Regions from separate parts of the Sus scrofa genome. Here region 1 is linked to region 2. The links are chromatin contacts, called in public Hi-C maps. All regions are on one chromosome and are shown on one strand. Each heading gives the region's core, a stretch centred on a gene start, on an enhancer-like site or on the middle of the called end of the contact. The rest is flanking DNA. Distances are from core to core; before and after follow the strand shown.

Region 1 (3,428 bases), core at 627-3,126, 60 kb after region 2:
GTGCGAAGTCGCCAAAAGATACCAGAAAGAAAGGAGAAAGAGAAGCGAATAAGTGGGACACGAAGGGAAGAGAAAAGAAGCAAATCAAAATCATCCAATTTCAGCTAATTAAGAGAGTCTCCAGAGAAAACAAAAAAGGAGCTAGTTTCTGTGTCCACCCGCACTCAGTAGTCACTTCTGCGCCTGCCAGGGTGCCTGCGTGTTGTGAGTTTCCGGCTGTGCCAACCCGCGCGCGCGCTCACCCGGGAAGCGGCCCGGCCCACCTGCCCTCTCCAGGTGCCACCCACCCGCCACGGTCCCCGTCCTCCTCCTTTTCCAGTTAAAAAAAAAAAAAAAAAAAAAAAAAAAAAGTTTGAAAACAAGCCAATGCCGTGGGGGCCGGCACTGCTAGCTGCTCAGCACCGAGCCCAGGTCTCCCGCGGCGCACTTACCGGGCGAATCCAGACCCGGGGCGGCCGGCGAGGGTCCGAGAAGTGTCCTCAGGGCAGCGCCGGGCAGACCGCACAACAAAGGCAGGCAGGGGCGGCCCGGCTGGGTGCTCGTCGCTTCCTGTTTATTCCGCCGCGAGGGTCACAGAAATTCTGTACACGCCCGCTTCCTGCGGGCTCGGGGCGCAGCCTGAGAGCCAGCGGCGCGGGGACGACGACTTCCCAGCTAACGCCGAGAGCTCCCTGCCGCCCACGCCCGACTCTGTGCGCGGGGTGCCGGGGGACGCGAGGTCCAGCGTACTCCCCTCCGCCCTTCCCTCCCCGCAAACTCAGACAGGTCCCGCACAATCTGCCCGCCCAGCGCGTCCCCGACCCGCGGCGGCGCACAACCGCGGGGGGCAAAACCGCGTGGGGCACCGAGAAACAGGCAACGCTGTGGGGGCGGCGCCCGCCCCCAAGGAGCGCCCGGGACGCCGCCGTGCCCACCCCGCACCCTGACCCGACTCTCGGGCGGGCGGCCTGCCGACGGCGCCCATACGCGGACGTCCTGTCCCCCCCGCCCGCACCCCTGGCCCGCGCGGCGCGGAACTTGGCCCGACGCCGCGAGCGCCGCAGCACAGGGTCGCACTCACCTGCGTCTGCGGTTCAGGAGCGCTGGCAGCCGGCGCCCCCCGAGCGGCCGGTGGCGCGGGGGTGGCGGGGCGCGGCCAGGCGGCTTTAAGGGCCGGGATCGGACCGAGCTCCCCGCGCTTTCCGCCCCCTTCCAGTCTCCCTGGACGCGCAGCCGGTGTGACGGCGGCGGCTTCTTGCCGGCTCGCAGGGGATCCCCGGCCCGGCCGGCCAGCTCGCAGCACCGGGCGGGGAAGCGAGACGGTGCGGCGGGTACAGCCTCCGCCTCCGCGCCGTCTGTCTCCAGGCGGCCCGCTCGCCGCGGCAGCGCCTGCCTCGCAATCCGCCGGTCTCTCCGCCCTCCCCATCCCCCTCCGAGCGGGACCGGCGGCGGCCGGGCGGGGCGGGGCGGAGTGGGCCGGCAGGACCCCGCGCGGGCCCCGCCGACCTCCGTGGGCCGCGGGCACCGAGCGGGGCGAGCGGGCGCCCAGGCCGCGGGACCCCCGGCTGCGCACAAGCCGCGGCTCGGGCCTTGCGGGGCGCGCGCCCACCGCCGGCCGGACGGGGAACTCCATCCAGGAGCCGGGAGACAGCGGCTGGGGCGCTGCAGGGCTGGCGGGGAGGGGGTCTGCGCGCAAGTACCACGCGGCTGCGAGTGCCCCAGGCAACCGGCCTTCCGGCACCGCCCGAGACGCACAGTAGGACTGCACCCCCCCCAATCAGCCCCTTAGGATCCCGGCCCTTTATACGGGAAATGGCTCCAGGTGGGAAGGTCAGCTGGATTCTTCCCGCTGCGACCCGTTCTCCGTGGAGGACTCACCTCTGTCTTCCTCTGAAGGCGGGTTCAGACACCAAGTCCCCTTGAGAGCGGACAATGAGCGTGTTGTCAGAAATACTAGCGCGCACATCCGCCAACCTGACCATAGGGCTGGTAACTGCGTGGTGTACAGACATTCTAACCCAGCTGTATTACAGCCACGCAATTAGACAGGTGTCCCTGCCAACATTAAGACCCCAGCAGACAGACACACTAAAATATACCAACCTGGCGATTCAGGGAGAGTCTAACAGAGGTGCAGCTAATTAAAGCAGCTGATTTTCACACCTCCACCCAGAGCTGACCAGCTCATACTTCCATAGTATCAGAGAAAATGATCTTTTGTAATCTACTTTAATTTGTCAATAACTTGTTTGTATGTGAAATGTTGGCCTAATTCAACTTCCCTTAAAGTGTCCCCAGGTCTCTGAAACTGTGAAGATAACTGCTCCGTCGGATTTGATGAGTCCTTATAGGTAATACAATGCTAACTACCACTTACTGAAAGCCTGGAGCCAAGCCTTGTGCTAAGTCCTTTACAGACAGTATCTAATGCAATGCTCAGAATGACGGTGGCAGCTATTACTCTCCCGTTTAACAGATGAGAAAATCGAGGCCATGAAAGATTAAGTCCCCAGACTACAGAGATGGGTTTGGCAGTCCTAAGTGGCGGCACAGGAAGCTGGAGTTGGCCCACACTGCCACCTGCCTGCGTGAGGCAGCGCTGACATGCCTGCAGTCCACCTGGCCTCAGCAAGGGACAGAGGCGTGTCTGGACTCCTGGGACAGCTGTGATTCTGCCCACCAGGAGCGTGTCTTTAAGGGAGCAATAAGCTGGCAGGTGCTCAGCACGGGTCACCTGAGCCTGACAAGCATCCACTTGTGCAGTGATGATTCATGTGCCACAGGAATAGCAGCCACAGGTTGAAGGAACTGTTCTTCCCCCTCCCGAGATCAGAATAGAAATGGCTTTTTCCTTCTAACCTTGAAACTGCCCATGGCCAGTGAAGAAAATGCTCCTTTCAAGAACAGGAAACAGTTTGCTTTCTATTTCACTTGTAAATAATTTCCTCATGTGTGGTTTAACCCTCTTCAATGGAGACCTTATTTTAATTTTTTTTTTTTTTTGGTCTTTTTGCCTTTTCTAGGGCCACACCCATGGCATGTGGAGGTTCCTAGACTAGGGGTCTAATCAGAGCTGTAGCCGCCAGGTTCCGCCACAGCCACAGCAACTCGGGATCTGAGCCACATCTGAGACCTACACCACAGCTCACGGCAACGCCGGATCCTTAACCCACTGAGCAAGGCCAGGGATTGAACCCGCAACCCCATCGTTACTAGTCAGATTCATCAACCACTGTGCCATGATGGGAACTCCGAGAGACCTAATTTTAAATCATCGCATCCATTTTACCATTTGTAATGACTCGTATTCATACATTCCAATTTCTGTTGTTGTCATTCGTTGTCCTCATTTATAACTAGAAACTGCAGGTTTCTGTTCCTATTTCTGGAAAAGAACCCCGGGAAGAAGCCCCCCTGCCCCTCCGTCTGTCCTCATGTTTGTTCTCATG
Region 2 (3,906 bases), core at 753-3,252:
GGCAGATGCGGCTTGGATCTTGCGTTGCTGTGGCTGTGGTGTAGGCCGGCGGCTACAGCTCTGATTTGACCCCTAGCCTGGGAACCTCCATATGCTGCAGGTACAGCCCTAAAAAGACAAAAAATAAAATAAAATAAAGAATAAAATACAGCTAATTTACAACGTTGTGCCACGGGTAGATTTTTAATAGAATAAAATCCTACACCCCCCGCCCCCAGAGCCCTGAGAGATGGCGATTGTCCTGCTCCCCCATTAAAAAAAAAAAAAAAGAATAACAGTACTTGCGAAAAGGGCCTATAGATCAGAACAAACTAGAAAAGTTCCTGAAAAACATCATGTGCTAATCATCTTTAACCCACAGGCAACTGTGCTCAGGCTGCCTAATCTTTACCTTACAGGGGATTGTATTCAGGGTGTAACTAAGTCAGGAGAAGGACAAGGAAGGACTCTAAGCTGCTCTTGACTGCTCCTCCCTGAGCTCTGCATCCCCTCCCTTCACTGATCAGCAACTGTCTGGACCTGCCCCTAGGAACTCAGGGAAGGTTGTGGTGGCTGAATGAGGCCCATGTCCTAAAAACAGTAAGTGGGGACACAGAAAGGCTTTTGCGTCCAGGAACCCCCCAGGGTCATGTTCGGTTCCAACTCAGGCAGCCCAAATTCCTGAAAGGCGCTCATCTGCATTTGGCCTCCTCGAACACCAATGGTGACCAACACTGTGACAAGTAAAGCAACATAAGCCTCTTGAATGTGTCTCCAAATTACCTGTTCTTCTCAAGTGGCATCAAACCATCCAGACGCAGTTGATTCTAATGGTTTTCTTGGAAAGGCAATACTGTCCAAGCGAGCTGTCACTCCCCTCCACAGGGCCGCTGGGAGCCCGCTCCAGAAAACCATTCATCTCCTGATGGCATTTTAGAGGTCTCCACAAAATCGCATTTCCAAATGAAATAAATCCAGTCTCCCAAACTGGGTTGCATTGGAACAAGGAAACAAACAGCCGAGAGCCCGGCACTGAATTACAAATGGCATGCTAATTACCAGTCTACTTCTAGAAATAGCTGAAGACTGCAGGATCTTTGCTGTTGTTGTTAAAATAACTACAGCCTTTATTCCAGGGCTAGGCAAAAGCATCTGATTTTTATTCAAATGCTTCAGCTTCTAAACGTAATCACATGTATAAGTACTTATCTGGAGGGGCACGTGGAGAGAGACTAGGGGCCGGGCCCAGGGTCCCAGAGACAGCAGTGGTGCCAGGGGATGCCAGCGGCCTTGCTGAGCCCAGCAGCTGTGTGGCTGACCAGGGGACCGGCCTGCTGCTCTCCTGGTGGTGCATCTCAGACCTGTGGAGAAACAATCTACACGGAGCCACTACCATAACTCTGCGGCTGTGTGGGCAGCAAGAGCACAGTTTTAGAGTGGATTAGAGTCCTACCCTCAAGAAGCTTACACTGCTGAAGAGAAGAGCAGGCACAGAAACAGGGTGGATTCAAGCCCTGCCTTGCCCACTAAGGACAAGATGCGTGTGTGTGTGTGTGTGTGTGTGTGTGTGTGTCCTCCCCCCTCCCCCGTGAGCTCAGCTGGAGGGTGCACAGGGCCCTGGGCTCCCATTCCTGCCAGGCACGCAGAGCCACCAGCTGACCTGCAGAGTGTGGGCTCTGAGCCCTGCTTCCAGGCCAACCCACCACCCATACCCTGACCCCCACCACGTCGCTACCCCTCTGCATCTGCTTAACAGAGCCATAGGAAGAGGGTTCTCGGCAAGTTTAGGAAATTCTGCATTAAACACTATACTCTTCTTTGCTGCCAAGCTTCTAACATACCAGAGACACACTAAGAATCTCCAGGAAGGGGACCAAACAGGCAGCATTTATAAACCGGGGGCGGTGGGGGGGGGTGGCGGTGGGTAGAAACCTTCTCTCTGGCCCCTCCTGAGGCCTGGACTCTGAGCGCCACACACCGGCCCAGCCTGCCCCTTCACTGTGGGACAAACACCCGCCAGGCACCCACTGCAGCCAGGCGCATGCTGCCATGGAGGACGCAGAGATGCAGACAACACACGGGCCTCAGCTAGTTCCTGCTCACCCTCCCCACACCCGCCTCTGACAGCAGGAGGTGATCAGCCACAGGAACTGCTCAGAAGGCTCTCCAGGCAGAAGTCTACAGCAAGATCCCCCTGAAAGCAGGACACAATGCATCTGCTTTGCCTGCCTGAACAATCCTGATCCAACGAGGGGATTCTAGGTGTGGAAAGTAGCATAATGTCTTTTCTATCAAAGAAATCTTGGTTACTCCATTTTGCTCCAGTTTCAGCTGAGACGCCCCTGCAACCCCCTTCCTCTTTTTATCTCTTTTCCCAGCAACAATGTGTTTCAATTAGCCAACCGGAAAGAATGTGCACCCTGACCTGACCCATGGTCACCTGCGTTAGAGATAAATAGGCGAGGGTCCCTTGTTCAGCACGCACACTTTTTGGAGAGCCGTACCCTTCCACAGAAATAAAAAGCCTTGTCGAGATTTCTCCTTGTCCACGTGTCTCACTTTCCAGCACTGACGACCTGAGCCAGAGTTATCTTAATTTCCAACATAGGGTAAAGCAGTTGATAATATAAATGCACAGCTGCCGTCACCCGAGCATTCACCTCACAGCCAGTTCTCACATACCTGCACCCAAACAATCAGAGATGGTTCTGGGCACGGTCCCTGGAACAGGCAGGAGCTGAGCTGAGCACAGCACATGCCACAGCCTCGTTAGGATGGAGGCGTGGCCGACTCCGAGGACACCACGTTTCCGGTGCCCACCTAGAGAAGCTGGGCAGACAGCAGTGGGTGGGAAGAGAAGCAGCTGCCTCTCCTCCGCACCCTCGACAAGCTCCCCTTCCCATAAGAAAGCACCTGCTGGCCTTAAAACCATACCTCTCCAGGACTCAGGAGGGCAGGGGTCCTCAGAAGCAGGACCCCCAGGCAGGGGCGGAGCCAAAAGGCTTAGACCCACTGTCCCTATGTCCAGCACAGCCCCCAGGGCAGCCCCTCTGCCCAGACAGAGGAACCAGGTACACTCAGGTAGGCAGCCTATCAACCCGCCCCACTCCTGAGGAAGGCCACCTCCTCAGGCTCCCCCCTCTGTCTCTACATGGACACAAAGACCTAAAACATACAGATATCATCTGCAGACCCACAAGCCTGAATGTCTCCCCGGAATCCACTTGTCATCGTCATGCCTGGCCCCTGACACTTAACTAAAACCCGTATCACAAAGGGCTTTAGTCTCAAGTCCAGGACAGATTCAGGAGGCACAGTCCCAGGTCGCACCTCTCAGCCATGCTTTCCATTGCGGGGATTTCTTGTCCCCTTAAACATGGAGGTTTGGGGTGGGGGCGTTTCCCACTTAACTCCATGTGAGTAGGAGGCAGGTCCCAAAGCAAACGCTAAAGAAAGATCTGTAAACGCTTTTGCTTTGAGAGCGCAAACGGGCACACGGTAAACTTGAAAAGCTCCATTACTTCTATTGAAATGTGTTTCCTTTCCAGAAAGAGTGTCTGGCATTAACCTTCTCCAGTCTCTCACACACAGGCACAGCCACAGCCACAGCGGGGGACGCGGCTGGCACAGGGCCACGCCCATGCTCTTGTACTGACCTGGGTAGGTTTGGAAAACCAGTCTTCACTCTTCGGAGGAAATCACCTCCCTCCTTTTTCTTAGCTACAAACATCCCTTAAAATGCCAACATGCTATACAAATCATCGAAGTAAGCACTCCATCCCAGAATGTGAGAAGGAAATCGCCCTAGAATTTTGAGAAGGGCTTAATTTTGTTTGTTTGCTTGCTTGCTTTTTAGGGCTGCACCTGTGGCACATGGAAGTTCCCAGCCTAGGTTCATTACTGCTGAGCCAGAGTGGGAACTCCCAA

The links. Hi-C and Micro-C count contacts between places; a contact is called where the count stands out from the background.
Region 1: a Hi-C map of fetal liver shows a contact between it and region 2, with 1.9 times the contacts expected there. The contact joins the promoter of LDLRAD4 here to the enhancer-like site in region 2. A contact is called at or near these places in 7 of 47 Hi-C or Micro-C datasets (alveolar macrophages, brain, fetal liver and 3 more) and 1 of 2 datasets of contacts at active chromatin or transcription factors (skeletal muscle).

What each region holds. Positions count from the first base shown.
Region 1 is chr6:96,576,286-96,579,713 of Sscrofa11.1, forward strand. It overlaps LDLRAD4 (low-density lipoprotein receptor class A domain-containing protein 4), which reads right to left and starts at 1,877. Exons shown (of 7, transcript XM_021096017.1): 1 at 1,858-1,877.
Region 2 is chr6:96,515,704-96,519,609 of Sscrofa11.1, forward strand. The region is part of intron 2 of LDLRAD4 (low-density lipoprotein receptor class A domain-containing protein 4); the gene reads right to left. Among named protein-coding and RNA genes, the nearest start is that of TRNAD-GUC, 53 kb to the left of the region's middle. Within about 2 kb of position 2,003, at least 7 of the 83 cell types and tissues checked have an H3K27ac peak or open chromatin away from gene starts, as enhancers often do. A contact at or near this core is called in fetal liver, where this site is marked.